Regions from separate parts of the Zea mays genome. Here region 1 is linked to region 2. A link is a contact called in public Hi-C data. All regions are on one chromosome and are shown on one strand. The core of a region is the stretch at or near the end of the contact, and the rest is flanking DNA. Distances in the headings are between cores, read along the strand shown. Region 1 holds the start of LOC100281870 (60S ribosomal protein L7-like). Region 2 holds the start of LOC100501518.

Evidence for each region. Hi-C and Micro-C count contacts between places; a contact is called where the count stands out from the background.
Region 1: a Hi-C map of leaf shows a contact between it and region 2, with 5 times the contacts expected there. The contact joins the promoter of LOC100281870 here to the enhancer-like site in region 2. A contact is called at or near these places in 4 of 25 Hi-C or Micro-C datasets (ear and leaf).

What each region holds. Positions count from the first base shown.
Region 1 is chr10:143,586,679-143,593,003 of Zm-B73-REFERENCE-NAM-5.0, reverse strand. LOC100281870 (60S ribosomal protein L7-like) reads right to left here and starts at 2,777. Exons shown (of 7, transcript NM_001374448.1): 1 at 2,676-2,777; 2 at 2,396-2,575; 3 at 1,763-1,860; 4 at 1,621-1,678; 5 at 1,450-1,529; 6 at 896-998; 7 at 416-803. The coding sequence starts at 2,575. The coding sequence ends at 588.
Region 2 is chr10:143,507,868-143,514,273 of Zm-B73-REFERENCE-NAM-5.0, reverse strand. LOC100501518 reads right to left here and starts at 5,419. Exons shown (of 3, transcript NM_001357710.1): 1 at 4,713-5,419; 2 at 4,458-4,583; 3 at 3,954-4,309. The coding sequence starts at 5,320. The coding sequence ends at 4,093. It overlaps LOC103642035 (calcium-transporting ATPase 5, plasma membrane-type), which reads left to right. Exons shown (of 34, transcript XM_008665346.2): 33 at 28-125; 34 at 261-587. The coding sequence ends at 313. Within about 2 kb of position 1,898, at least 18 of the 20 cell types and tissues checked have an H3K27ac peak or open chromatin away from gene starts, as enhancers often do. A contact at or near this core is called in ear and leaf, where this site is marked.

The DNA of each region.
Region 1 (6,325 bases), core at 1,528-4,027, 78 kb before region 2:
GCATATTGTGGGTCCAGCCCAAGAACCATGTTGTATCTACTATCTAGACCTCCTTATCGACCCATAGTGTTGGTCTAACCCAGCACAATTATTTTTTTATATTTTAAATTATTAGTATATCTATGCTTCGTATAGCAATATTGTTTACAATATATATTCTTTTTTGGGAATATCCTTCATATAAAACAAATAGGTGTAAGCTGCCGTGGTAGGCCTGAGGGTGTGTTTCGAAACTCAGGGCCAGAGCGTCCGTTTCTTTTTTTTATTATTATATTTCCCTATTTCGCGGTGTTATGATCGCCTCGGTATATTCCTAAGTTCGATGAGCAAGCGAGTGCTAACAGACCGTAGTTCTTACGAAAGGCGTCTTGGACACAGACTGGTGCTAACACCTTCGGATACAAAACGCTTTAAATAATTAATCCCAAACCTCCGGAAAGAAGATCAGATTTCTTCCATACACGTCTAGTTCGAAACATCAAAACTGCATGAATATTCATCCACGATCCAACTTTCTAATATAAAATAAGGATAGCACAAGAAGTCACTTAGAGCACAGGGTACTATCAATGAGCTTGATCGTGAACCTAATTCATCCTTTTGATGAGCTCATTGATGTAGTTCTCGCGGTTACCGGCATCACCGCCCTCCACATAGTGGTTCCTCTTCTTCTTCAGGCCTCCCAGCGGCGCCTTCAACTTGAATGGCCACAGGAAGTTGTTGGCCTCCTTGAAGTGTGGGCCAACAGTCATGATCTCGTGAACAAGATCCTCAATGCAGATGATGTTGTGCTTGCCCAAGCCCTGATAGAACACCAAAAGGTGGAGATCATCATGTAAATTGTCATATATAAACAGAACACAGGAACCAGATGTAGAGTTCCAAGTTTACAAACCTCCTCGATGACTTGGTTGTTGGACAGAGGGATCCTCTGCTTGTTCAGCTTTCCATAGCCCCTCTTGTAGATCAACTCCCTGACACTCTTCAAGTTTGGGTACCTAAACAAGATTTGCCACTTTAGTAAGGTCATCAGAAGCAGATGAGTCACCAAGCTAAGATGCAGGAACTACTCCAGGCACTGTCTGCTTTATGTTTTTTTCAAATTTTATCTATTGTAGTATTGTTTAGCAGGAACTATTTGAATATGCATGCATCACTGTGCATTTTCACTTTAGTAAAAGCAAATACTATCACCAAAATCACTGATGGGAAGTGCTAATGTAACCTAACAATTTTGAACAAGAACTGAAGTACTGAACATAGAAACTCACAGCCTTGATTAAGATTGCAATCTAAGTCCACATTTAGTATTTTAACACACTATTCTATTGTAAAAATTCACTCAAGCAACAAGTGCAACAGTATGATCTGCTTTCAACTCTGTATTTTCAATGGAGGATATATCAAAATAAGCGGCAACGGAAGAATTAAATCAGCTAGAAAACTTACCCATATGCAACATATGGCTCAACCCTGCGTAGCATGTTAATAGTCGCCTTGTTGACTTTGAGGAACACACCATTGAAGATCTAAAATAAACAAATGTTCAGTTTTACAAACAATCAGACAAAATTATAATAGCAGCAATGCAATTGTAAAAACAGACATCAGTGAACACACCTGCCTCAATCGCAGAAGCTGCAAGATCTTCCTGGTCTTAGGGTGCATGGCGTTAATACTGTAGTTTCAACAGAAATGGAAAACAGCATAAGCATACAAATTCATCCTCTGTAAAATACTGGCATATGAACCTGAGACTCACCCCCGGATGCGGACCACAAAGAGCAGCTTTGCTTCAGGACTGACATAGAAACCACCCTTCAAACGGGCCTCACGCTTAAGCTGCACCAGTTCCTTCTCCTGCTCCAAGCATCCCCATAAGCACACAGATAACACATCCGGGTTCTCTTTCATCAGGCATATGAAGAATGCCAACGACCCTAAATGCTAGATGGTCTACTGATAATAACATCATAGGCAACTATAATGACCAAAAATATTCTAGATTGCTTACAGTTGGGACGATCGTACTTGTCCAACGAATAGATTCTAAAATGATTGTGCTCGGACATCTTGCAACAAAAGCATTAACCACATGCGTTCCAAATGCACTAAGCAATATAACAGTTTGTTGTACACTAAGCAGAGCAGCTAACCGGTCCTACTGCTGCTACTTTGGCCAACACATTTCTTACTACTACAACCATTGACAGCAACCGATCATGTTACGTAGTAGCATTCGCATAACTCGCTCCGTATCAGCGTAAGGCCACGGCCCAACCCAATCAAACACAGATTCCACAGGCCATGAGGATGAAAACGGCATGCCGCACATAAGCCCTACCAACCACCCCGCACGAATAGTCTACAGGCAGGTTAGGAGCGGCGATCTGACCTGGGCATCGTATTCCTCGGCGTACTGCTTTGCGCGGGTGAAGATGAGCTTGCGGCTCTCGATGGACTTCTTCTTCTCGACTAGGGCCTTCTCCTTCTTCTCGGTGGCCCACTGTTCCTCGCGCTTCCGCTTGCGGAGCACAGACTCCGGCACCGCCACCTTCGACGCCACGGACGACATCTGCATGGCCACAGGCCAACCAACGCGCAGCTCCTCAGCCACAGATCCAAACGCGAAGTAAACAACGAGGGCGGCAATGGCGTGCGGCGCGCTGGCTTACCTTACCTGGGCGAGCTGCGTATGAGAGGGATACGCGGGGAGAGCGGCGAGCGGAGGTGGACGCAGGCGGCGCAGGGCGAGGGAAATGGGAAGAGCGGTTTATGTAGGAGGGGTTCGGTGGCTAGGGTTTGTGGAGGTGATCCGACGGATGGGGATTGTTTGGGCCCACGGCGTGGCGTGTGTTGGTGGGCTGGTGGAAACAGGTGAGCTTGAGTGGAGGCTATCGTGGGCCGTGAGATTGTTGGGTCCAGCGCTTCGTAAGTTCGGATCGTTTAACACGATTACACGAGTAGTGCCGGAGCGGACCGGAAAACAACGCTCTGCTTGGACCTGGACGTGCATGCACCGTGGGGTGTGGACGCCGTGCGGACTTACAAGTTACAACAACAACTGTCGTGGCCATTCTATTTCTGAATTCTGAGCATTCTCTCCGGAAAACTTGGGCTATGCTGAGCCTGAATGCCCATGGAGCATGGTTGCGTCGCTCTAAAATAAGGTCCACGAAGGATCATTTTCCATTTAATCGAAAGAAATGCATATAACTCTTACACTATCTCCTGACTACCTATCTCACTATCTATCTTAATCCCTATTTCAAACTTCATCTTATAAACAATATCATCTATAATAATCCATAATTCAAACTTCATTTTATAAACAGTATTATCTATAATACAAAACATTTATACGTTTTATTGAAGTTGGTCTAGGCCTTATTCGAAAATATTGTATTGTTTCTGGCTGAAAGTTCATTCCATCCGTAATTCTATTTACACAAGGATACAGAGATAATATTTTTCATTGGTAACACCTGCTATTTTAGGGGTGCAAAGAAAACCAGCTATGCAAACATCTGCTGAATATGAAGTGCGAATATAGCATACACACGCATTCTAATAGATATTCTAATAAACTGTTCAGAACCTTAATAAAAAGTCACAAAAGGTATTATAAAAACTAGATAGCGTGGTTTTTTCATGGCTAATTTATTTTTTAGTGGTGAAAAAAGTATTTGACAATTAAATTTTCTATGTGATCATCATATAATCAAACTATCGGAAATTATTATTATTATTATTATATATACTTTATTATTTATTCTATGAATATATCAAATTACAATTTCTAATTTACACTATAACAAGACATATAAAAAGGAGAAAAAATCACGAATATTTTCATTTTTTCATCTTTTAATTTTAAATGGTTTAGAATTAAATTTTGATATATTGACAGACAAATAATAAACTTATTATAAATTTTATAACCTTTGATAATATGATCGTACGACGATTAGACGAGAAGTTTAGTTGTACAACTGTTTATTACTTTTAGTGTAGTACTAATTACATAGGTTAGAAAAAACCTTCTTCACAGTTAAGATGAGCAACAGTATATTTTTTAAGTGTCAATGAACTTGGCCTGCAAAAGTCAAAGAGATGGCCCGGGAAGCAGCGTCAGGTTCAGGTATTCTGACTACGGTTTTAGGGCATGTACATCCTCGTTAAAGGAAGCCTATCTTAAGAGGTTTATAGGGATTAAGTATAAAAAAATAAAAGATAGAGTCTTGGTGAATAGTCTATGTCTTCACGATTTTCTATATTTATTATCTGTATTTTTATAGGTTTAGTTGTTTCTTGGATTTAGAAAACCATTGTCTCTAGTAAGGTTGTCATAGTTCACTTCTCGATCTGCCGGAATAACTTATATTGTGTGTTTGTTGTCATAGACTCATAATTTATCCCGCAGTCTTTCGATCTGTCACGTTTTGACTGAGGTATGGAGTTTGATCACTCGATAGTGCTAGACTGCCGCCAGCGCTACAGCAGCAGCAGCAGCAATGCCTTGCAGACATCCTTTTCAGGCCGTCCAATTTTAATCGCGTCGAGCCGTCGACGACCATCTCCCCCCGCCTCAGCTCGTCGCTGTCAGCAGAGACGATCCTCTCTGCCCATTTTAATTATTTGTATCATGCATGTGTAAGTGTAACGTCGATGCGCTCCTGTACTTTGTGTACTTCCGTGTCACCAACCAAGCTGGACACGTCACACGTACGACGACCATCTTTGACCCTTTGCATGCCAGAGATGGCACTGCCGGCCGCACGTCGCTGCTGCCACGTGCATCCGACGCGCGGTCGGCGTGCCGCGTGCGTGGCCAGCTCCATACGATCATCACGCATACACTAACGTGTCTGGCTAACCACTCGCGAGTCGCGACCTGTTATTAGCAGCCGATAATGCGCTAATAATAACGCGTGCTTCATGTAGTAGAGAAACCATGCTTACGGGCAAGACATTCTTATTTTAGCGTACAGTACAGTGGCCGGCCACAGCGACGATTCCGTGAGAAAGCCACAGCGGATAGCGTTTCACGTGTACTCTAGTCGACCCGGCCGCGACGACAAGTGCGACGCGTGTGTTCAGCAACCTCCGGAATCCACACCCACGTCATCACGAGATTGGTCCGGTTCATCAAGATCGAAGCTTCCCCAAGTAGTATTATTTTTTCTCTCGGCTGGGAGAAGGAATATATAAAAGTTGATGACGAACGATCTGCATTCTACAAGCGTCTCGAGAGTGCTGCTACCAGCGCATCGTCGCTTTGGACGTTCGGTCGATATGCTGATCTTGCTCTTGCCTTATTACGTGCGAAAAATTCCAACCGGCCCACCACCATCCCACGATCTTTTTTTTTTCAAAGTCGAACGATGCAATTCACTTGCCCGCCTTTTCTGTAGGTTGTATACACGTACTTACAATGCTTTTGAACGTGCGCTTAGTTTGGCTATGCTTTGTCTGTAAGTTTTGGCTACGCCTTTTCTTACCTCTGTTTTCCTACCGAAAAGGCTCTTCGGCTACGGCTCGTGGGGGTTCAGACTTGGGTGTCCTAGCTCCGTTCCAACCGCTTTCGAAAGCAGTTAGGCCTACTTCTTATTTGGAACTCCCGTCGTTTAAAAAGTGGACAGCACTTAAAAGTGGTTCTAAATTTAAGCTATTTTTCTACTTTTAAAAGCTTTGTCGTTTAAAAAAGGGATCTAGATTTTTTTTTTCAGATCTACCATAGAGTAGCTTCACTAATAAATCTAAAATAAACCTGAGATTTACTATAAAAAAGTACTGTAGATATGAATCTAAGATTTACTATAAAAAACACTATGGATAGATTAGAGGTGAAAGTTCCACGTATCATTTTGATAACTGAGATAATTAGTCGACTAAATTTCACTGCAGCGTTTTAATGAACTAGGTTAAGTCTACACCTAAGAGTGAACAGTAACTTTGAAAATAATCTTGGTGGCTATAAAGGATGAACAATAATAGTTGTGGATTATTACCAACAACAGTGATGGTTAGAAACGATAGTTTAATCCTTAACATGGAAAGACAAAAGAGTAAGAATGTGTTATAAGCAAATATATAAGTTACGCTGTTTTATTTTGCCGATCGAGACATAATAAAGTGTACAGTCAGATTTAGAATAGATAATTGTAATATTAAGATAGGAACTTAATTACACAATTTAACATCTAAGTGCCACTAGGTGTTGCCGTGTTGGAATCTAGATCTTGTAGATTTTATCCATTTAACTAACTTTTTTATGAAATAGAGCTATTTTTTATGAAAATGAGGCCGGTAAAACTATCTCGAA
Region 2 (6,406 bases), core at 649-3,148:
CCTGATCATTCTCATATTGCTCTGCAGCTGGCCACTGGCATTCGTGGGAAAGCTTATTCCTATTCCTAAACGTCCATTAGGAGAATTCTTTGCGTGCTGCTGTAACTGTAAGGGGAGCAAACAAGGTATCCATTGCGCTGCAAAACCTTCATTGCTTGTCGATTCATGTAGAGTGAGTGGGGAGTGATCAAATCTGCAAAAGCATCTTTTGCCTCTTTCACAGTTTTTATTGCACATCCCTGACAGCTCTGTTTGTGCAGGCCCTGATGACGCAACCTCTAATGGTAAGGAAGACAACAAGCTTGAGCCATGAGATATCGCAAGGTTTGGTGGCTGGCAACGATGGCCTTCTGCTGTTTCTTGCCAGGGTTTGACGTGTTGGATTTGTAATTGCCCCTGATTGCGATTGTATATATATATACACACACGGGTTGCTCCTAGGATCTGTTATACGGGCAACATCAATTTCATAATCATAGAGATTTTCCTCTTAGTCTTCATTTACCGAGTTCATTGCGAATATGATTAAACTTGTCTTGTCTGAATCTGAATCTATAACGAGAGTTGGGCTATGGTACCCTTCTGGAGCTGACCATGAGTAGGATGTCCTGAGATCTTGGACATCCTGTGATGAAAGTCTGGGAAGATTTTAGGGCCGGTTTTAGGTTGGCTTCAAAGCTTGAGCTGACCTCAATTGTCTATTAAGGAGAGTAGCATTTACGAGTCTAGTGATGAATTTATTTGGTCTATAAACTGGTTAGAAGACAATCTGTAATTTGTAGTCTCCTGACATCCAATAGAATTCAGGAGTGGTGTACCGACTCTGCCTCTCGTTCTCAACCTCCATGACTCCAAAAATCTAACCAATCTTTTGACTAGTATATATATAGGCGGTTCACAGCATATATCCAATATACTAGTAACCGGTAACCGCGTCACAGACACGCCTTTCCTAGTACCACACTAACCGACGACCCAAAGCACAGCGGCGAGTCAACAGCACACGCTGGGCCGCTGGCACCCTCGTTCCATTTGATATCCACCGTCCAACTGTCAACGCAAACAGTTGAGCCTCACGTCACATCACATCAGTGCGGGTGGCGTTTGACCCGAAGCGAATCAAACACGGACGATCCGAATCCCCGAGGAGAACATGGGGGCGTTGGCGCGTTGCATTGGCCAAGCACCCAGCAGGCGCTAGAAAAAAAAATAGAGAGAGCAGTGGCTGCGATCTGTTCCACACCCCCTCGATCCTGATAATTAGTAGACAGTAGTACTACCAAAAAAAATGATCCCAGGCACAGAAATCAGCTCCATTTTGGTCGCGTCGTGTGTCCGGCATATCTGTTTATAATTAGTACGTACGTTGAAGCATGATCACAGAGAGAGAGAGAGCTTTAGGAATGATTCCCGGTGTGGAAACCAACGGACAGCTTCTTCCTTGGCCGCGTCGCTAGGCACCAAACGAATGGTGATTAGTCAAATCATGCGGCTCTACACTAGACTAGATAGTTAGGCGCACTGAGGTTAAACTAGTAGTAGTAGTACTAATCAAGCCTCACTCACTCACTCGCACTCTTTAGGGCGAGCTGGGGAAGGGGTTACCTGCATACGTAAACTCAGTCGAGACAAGAGAGACGACCAGAGCAAAAGGTCCATATATACACATACACATGTACTAGTACATAGTAGTGCTCATTTTTCCTGCTTGAACGGCGGACCCACGCTTTGAACATTGTTCATCTGTTGTTGCTGCGCGATTATATTTATGCCTGTCAAGGTCGTGGGGTGAGCTCATGCAATGCAAGAGAGGCACGCAAGACACTGCTACTCCCTGCTGATGCGACCAAGGGCCGGACCACAAGATGGGCCAGCGGCGCCACTGTCACATGTCAGCTCTCTGGCTCTGCAGCTCTGCTCCACCACACAGTGACGGTCGCTCTCTGCACGTACTGGTACTGCCACACAGTGCCAGAGCGAGACACAGGCAGCAATCGGGAAGCAAGCAAGCAAGCAAACGGACAGAATTGTTTAAAGACAGGCACTCGCAGTCTCGTGAGTAGCTTTAGGTCAGTGTCAGTCGCCCCATGATGGAACGGAACGCAGTGGAAGTCCAGTTGGACAGCTCAGCTCAGCTCGCCCGGAGGAAACCTCGCATCGGTTGATCCGATCAAGGCGGGGGCGGGGTTGTTGTGTCCCACCGTGAGATTTGCAGGGAATAAACAAATCGTGGGGGGAGGCTTCAGCTTCAGCTTCAGCGGATCAGCGGTGGGTTAGGCGGAAAGCATATGGGAGCAGGAAGATGCAAAGAATGTTGGAGTTGGAGGGAGGTGTCCAGCTCTCGCTAGTCGCTTCGGCGGACTCTGAACCCAAAGTCTCCCTCTCCCCTGCTGCGTGCACCGCCCACGACCGCTACATCAAACAAAAGTAACGGCGCTTTATTTTTTTTACTTTCACAGCCTAGCTATCTACTAGCTAGCTTGTAGCCAGGCAGGCAAAGTTGGCACACACACACACTCTCTCTCTATCTCGATAGAGTACTTTAACTCTGGCTCGGTGGCTCCATTGACCTGTGCGTTGGGGAGTGGGTGGTCATCATTTGATGATATATATATATATATTATATATGCAGGTCTATTGACTACTGCCCAGTGCCCACCGTGAAGAGAGAGAGAGAGAGAGAGAAAAAAGTAGTAGAAAATGGCGGGGGGAAGGAGACGTATACCAATCGGGCATGTGAGTGGATTAGATATATACGTAGTTGCTACTACCAGAAGGCTGCCCAAAACGACCTGCGAACTTATTGGTAGATGCTGGCGGAGCACTAGGACCGACCGTGACAACTACGCGGGAGGGAATTTTTTTTTTTTTTTTTTGCAGAACTGTAATTAACTCACCCGGTTGATTTAGTTACCGTAAGATAGGAAGAGTCCAGTTGAGAGTAATGACAACAACTGCTAGAACTAGAATAGGTTATTTTCTTTTTTATTTTTCAGGAGGTCCCGTTGCTAGCTTGAGTTCCCAGCCCAGCACAGTCTCACAGCGATCCCTGGGACTGGGAGACAGGAAAGTGGGTGGCAAGCAGGACTTTGGTGCCGACGCACCATCTCTCGGCGCCCGGCTTCGGTAGGTCAACGAAACGGAACGGGGCCGGACGCGACGCGAGGCCCGGCCCAACCAGGTCCCATACTCCCACCACCTCCGGAAAACAACAAAAGACACGCAGACGGGGGGGCGGGCAGCCCGAGGCGTTGAAAACTGGCCACCCCCCTCCGGCCCTCCCTCTGTAGTCTGTCTCTCTCGGGTCCTCGAGGCCAAAGGCGGGCAAAGCTGGGAAAAAAGGGAAGGTGAAACCGTGAAAGCACTCCTGCTCCGACTCCGATGATGGCAGAGATAGAGATATAGAGAGAGTGAAGCAGGCTGCGGTCAACTATGGGTGCAGTGCAGTGCAGGCAGAGCCCAGCCTGGAAAGCAACCCCCCTCACCTTTGACCACTGCGTCCCGTCCCATCCTCTCCAGTGGGCCCCGCTTGGGGGCAGGATAGCTAGAAAAAAATAATGACACAACCCGTAGACAGGCTAGGCTGGTGCGCCCCACTAGGCTTGACGCCTTGACCTCTGCACAGAAGGCAGGTCCCGTCCATTTATTGCGCTTTGTTTAAGCGGGACGATGAGCTGTCCCGCCCGCGGACAAGTGCGCCGCATTTATTAAAAAATAAACTCGGGGGTCAATGGTCCGTCCGTCCGTCGTCGAAACTGCTTTCCTAACCACGCCCGAGGATACGATTTCTACTACTACTCGTTTATTACTGCCACAGCCGCGACAGATCTGGATGGTCAGCAGACACGATCCCCGTCTGATTTCGAGCGCTACTACTATTTTCCTGAGCCAGAAAAAAAAAAGAACCACAGAAACGGATCCAGCACCGATCGGGGGGTTACGAGAGAACCAAGTCGTTTCGTCGAAGGTGTCCTCTCCCTCTTCTTTCTACAACAACCTTGTTCGTTTGTTTTTTTTTTTACACGGGCGTCAGATCGAGCGGTGGGGATCAGCTCAAAATGAAGAACGAAGAAGCTAATCCTAGGCTCTAGACTAGACAAGCCCGTTGTTGCCGGCGGAGACGGCGGCGGCGGCGGAGGCGGGCACCGGCGACGCGGCCGCCAGGGGGCTGGGCGCGGGCGCGGGCGCGCCCGGCGTGTGGCGGTGCTCGCCCTCGTACGTCACCACCAGCATGGCCGGGTCGTCGGTGGCGCGCTCCACGTGCTTCCTCGCCGGGCACCCGCGCACGGTGCTGCACTTGTAGTAGCCCCTGGATTGGAAACCAGATGGCGGCGAGAGAAGAGTCAGATTCGTCGGCGCGGATAGTCGGAGACGACGGTAAAGAAGAGCCGAGCGCCGAGCGGGCGAGCGATGCCGACAGGTCCGTAGGAGGAGATTGGATTTTACAGACGACTTACCGTGGGTAGGGGGAGCCCTTGATGGGCTTCTGGCCGTACTTCCTCCACGAGTACTCGTCCGGCGGGATGTCCGCGATCTTGGCGCTGATCGCCGGCACTCTGATGGTCCTCTTCACGCGGTTTTTCCTGTCAATCGAAAACAATTAAGGCAGCGGCCAGGGTTAGAAGATGACAAGTGGTGTCTTCCTTTTGTTGGTGTTGTTGTTGTTTGTGAGCAAGCCTTTAATTAGCTTGGAGACATCGGCGTTATTTTACCTTCTCTTGGAGCAGTGGCAGCGGCTGCCGTTGGTGGTGGCCTCGGAGTGCGCGCCGGCGCAGGGCTTCCGCTTGTGGCCGGACAGCGGCGGCTTGCCGGAGGACACCAGGCTGCGGCCCTTGGACACGCTGCCCTCGCCGGCCGTGACCGAGGAGAAGAAGGACGTGGAGGTGACGGACGTGGCGCCGCCCGACACGGCCAGGTTCGGCTTCGTGAAGTCCAGGGTCAGGCTCTGGGGCTGCGCCGCGCCGACGGGAGCCACCACGTGCGCCACGGGGAGAGCGGGAGCGGAGACGGCCGGAGGAGGCACCGGTGGCGGCGCCTCGACCACGGGCCCGCGCCGGAAGCGGGCGTGGCCGGTGCGGTCCAGGATGGAGATGACCTTGCGGAACCTGGAGACGGCCTGGTCGGCGATCTCGCCGATCGGCGGCTGCGAAGGCGGCTTCTGCAGCTGGTGAGCCGCGGCCCTGTGCGGCGCGGCGGCCTGCGTGGACAGCGACGACACGAGGAGCTCCAGGCTGCGGAGCCCCGCCGCCGCCGCCTCCTGGATGGCGAGCTGGTCGTTGGCGCGGCGCGGGGCGTAGCACCCCATCAGGTCCACGGCCATGGGAGCCAGCCGGTGCTTTGCTTTGCTTTGCTTTGATTTGCTTCGCCGCGGCGCAGATCTTGGCTTGCTCTGCGTGGGGACTTTCTTTGATTGAGGAGAATTGGGTCGGGAAGGGAGGAGGTGGAGGTCGGAAGGGATGCCGCGGACCGGCTTTATAGGTGGAAATGGTGGGGAGAGCTGAGCAGGGGAGGGGGGAGGAAGATGCGAGTCAATGGGTGCTGCTGCTTTTTTCTGGAGCAGCCCGTTGGATTCCTACAAATATCGATGTGGTCACGCCTTCGCCACTTTGGCCAGTTCTGGCGTCTCTCTCTCTTTATTATTGATTTTTTTAGGTCCACTTTTAGATCTCGGGTAGTGGTACTAAAAAAAGGTTGATAAACAAACATAACAAGCATTCGTAAGCTAACAAAAATCATATGTGTTGTGTTGGTCCGTGGTGGAGTATATTAACACCCTGGCCTCTCCAGATCTCTTGAATCGCTTCCCCAATAATTGAGACAAAGATGGGGTGTTCTGTGTAAAATGCTCAAATACGTCGTATGTGTGTGAATGATGGTGACGTCTTGGCCATCCATGAGATAGGTAGTGGACTTTGGAGATAAGAAGAAAAATTCAGTTTTCTAAGCCTTTATTTCCAGCATCGCACCCATATGTGTCTTTGCTTCGAAGTCAACTACGGGGGAGGGCAATAATGATGCGCACAAGTATTTTAGACGATAAATTAAACTAGGGAGTAAAATAGTAGTAATGGGCATGATTAAAAAAAAGGCGCACCATTTCTCGCTTTAGCGGTGTCCCTTGGAGATGTTGTTATCTACTCCTATCTCCTTATTTTTTGTTTTTTCTAATGGTCTGGGCCGGGTAGAGGAATTTGCACGCCTGCTTTGAGAACTTTCGCGCGTCTCCGGATCCTTTATGCATCTTTTTTTTTATATCGCGTTGACGAAGTGTGCTAGAGAGCTGGCATATCTTCTCGCGTGATCGGGAGGAGTTGAACCATCTCCGACACTTATGGGCCGCTTAACCTATCGCGAGCAGTGGACGGACGAGTCTTTCTTTCCCCTCTCCCTTTTCATATTTAAATAT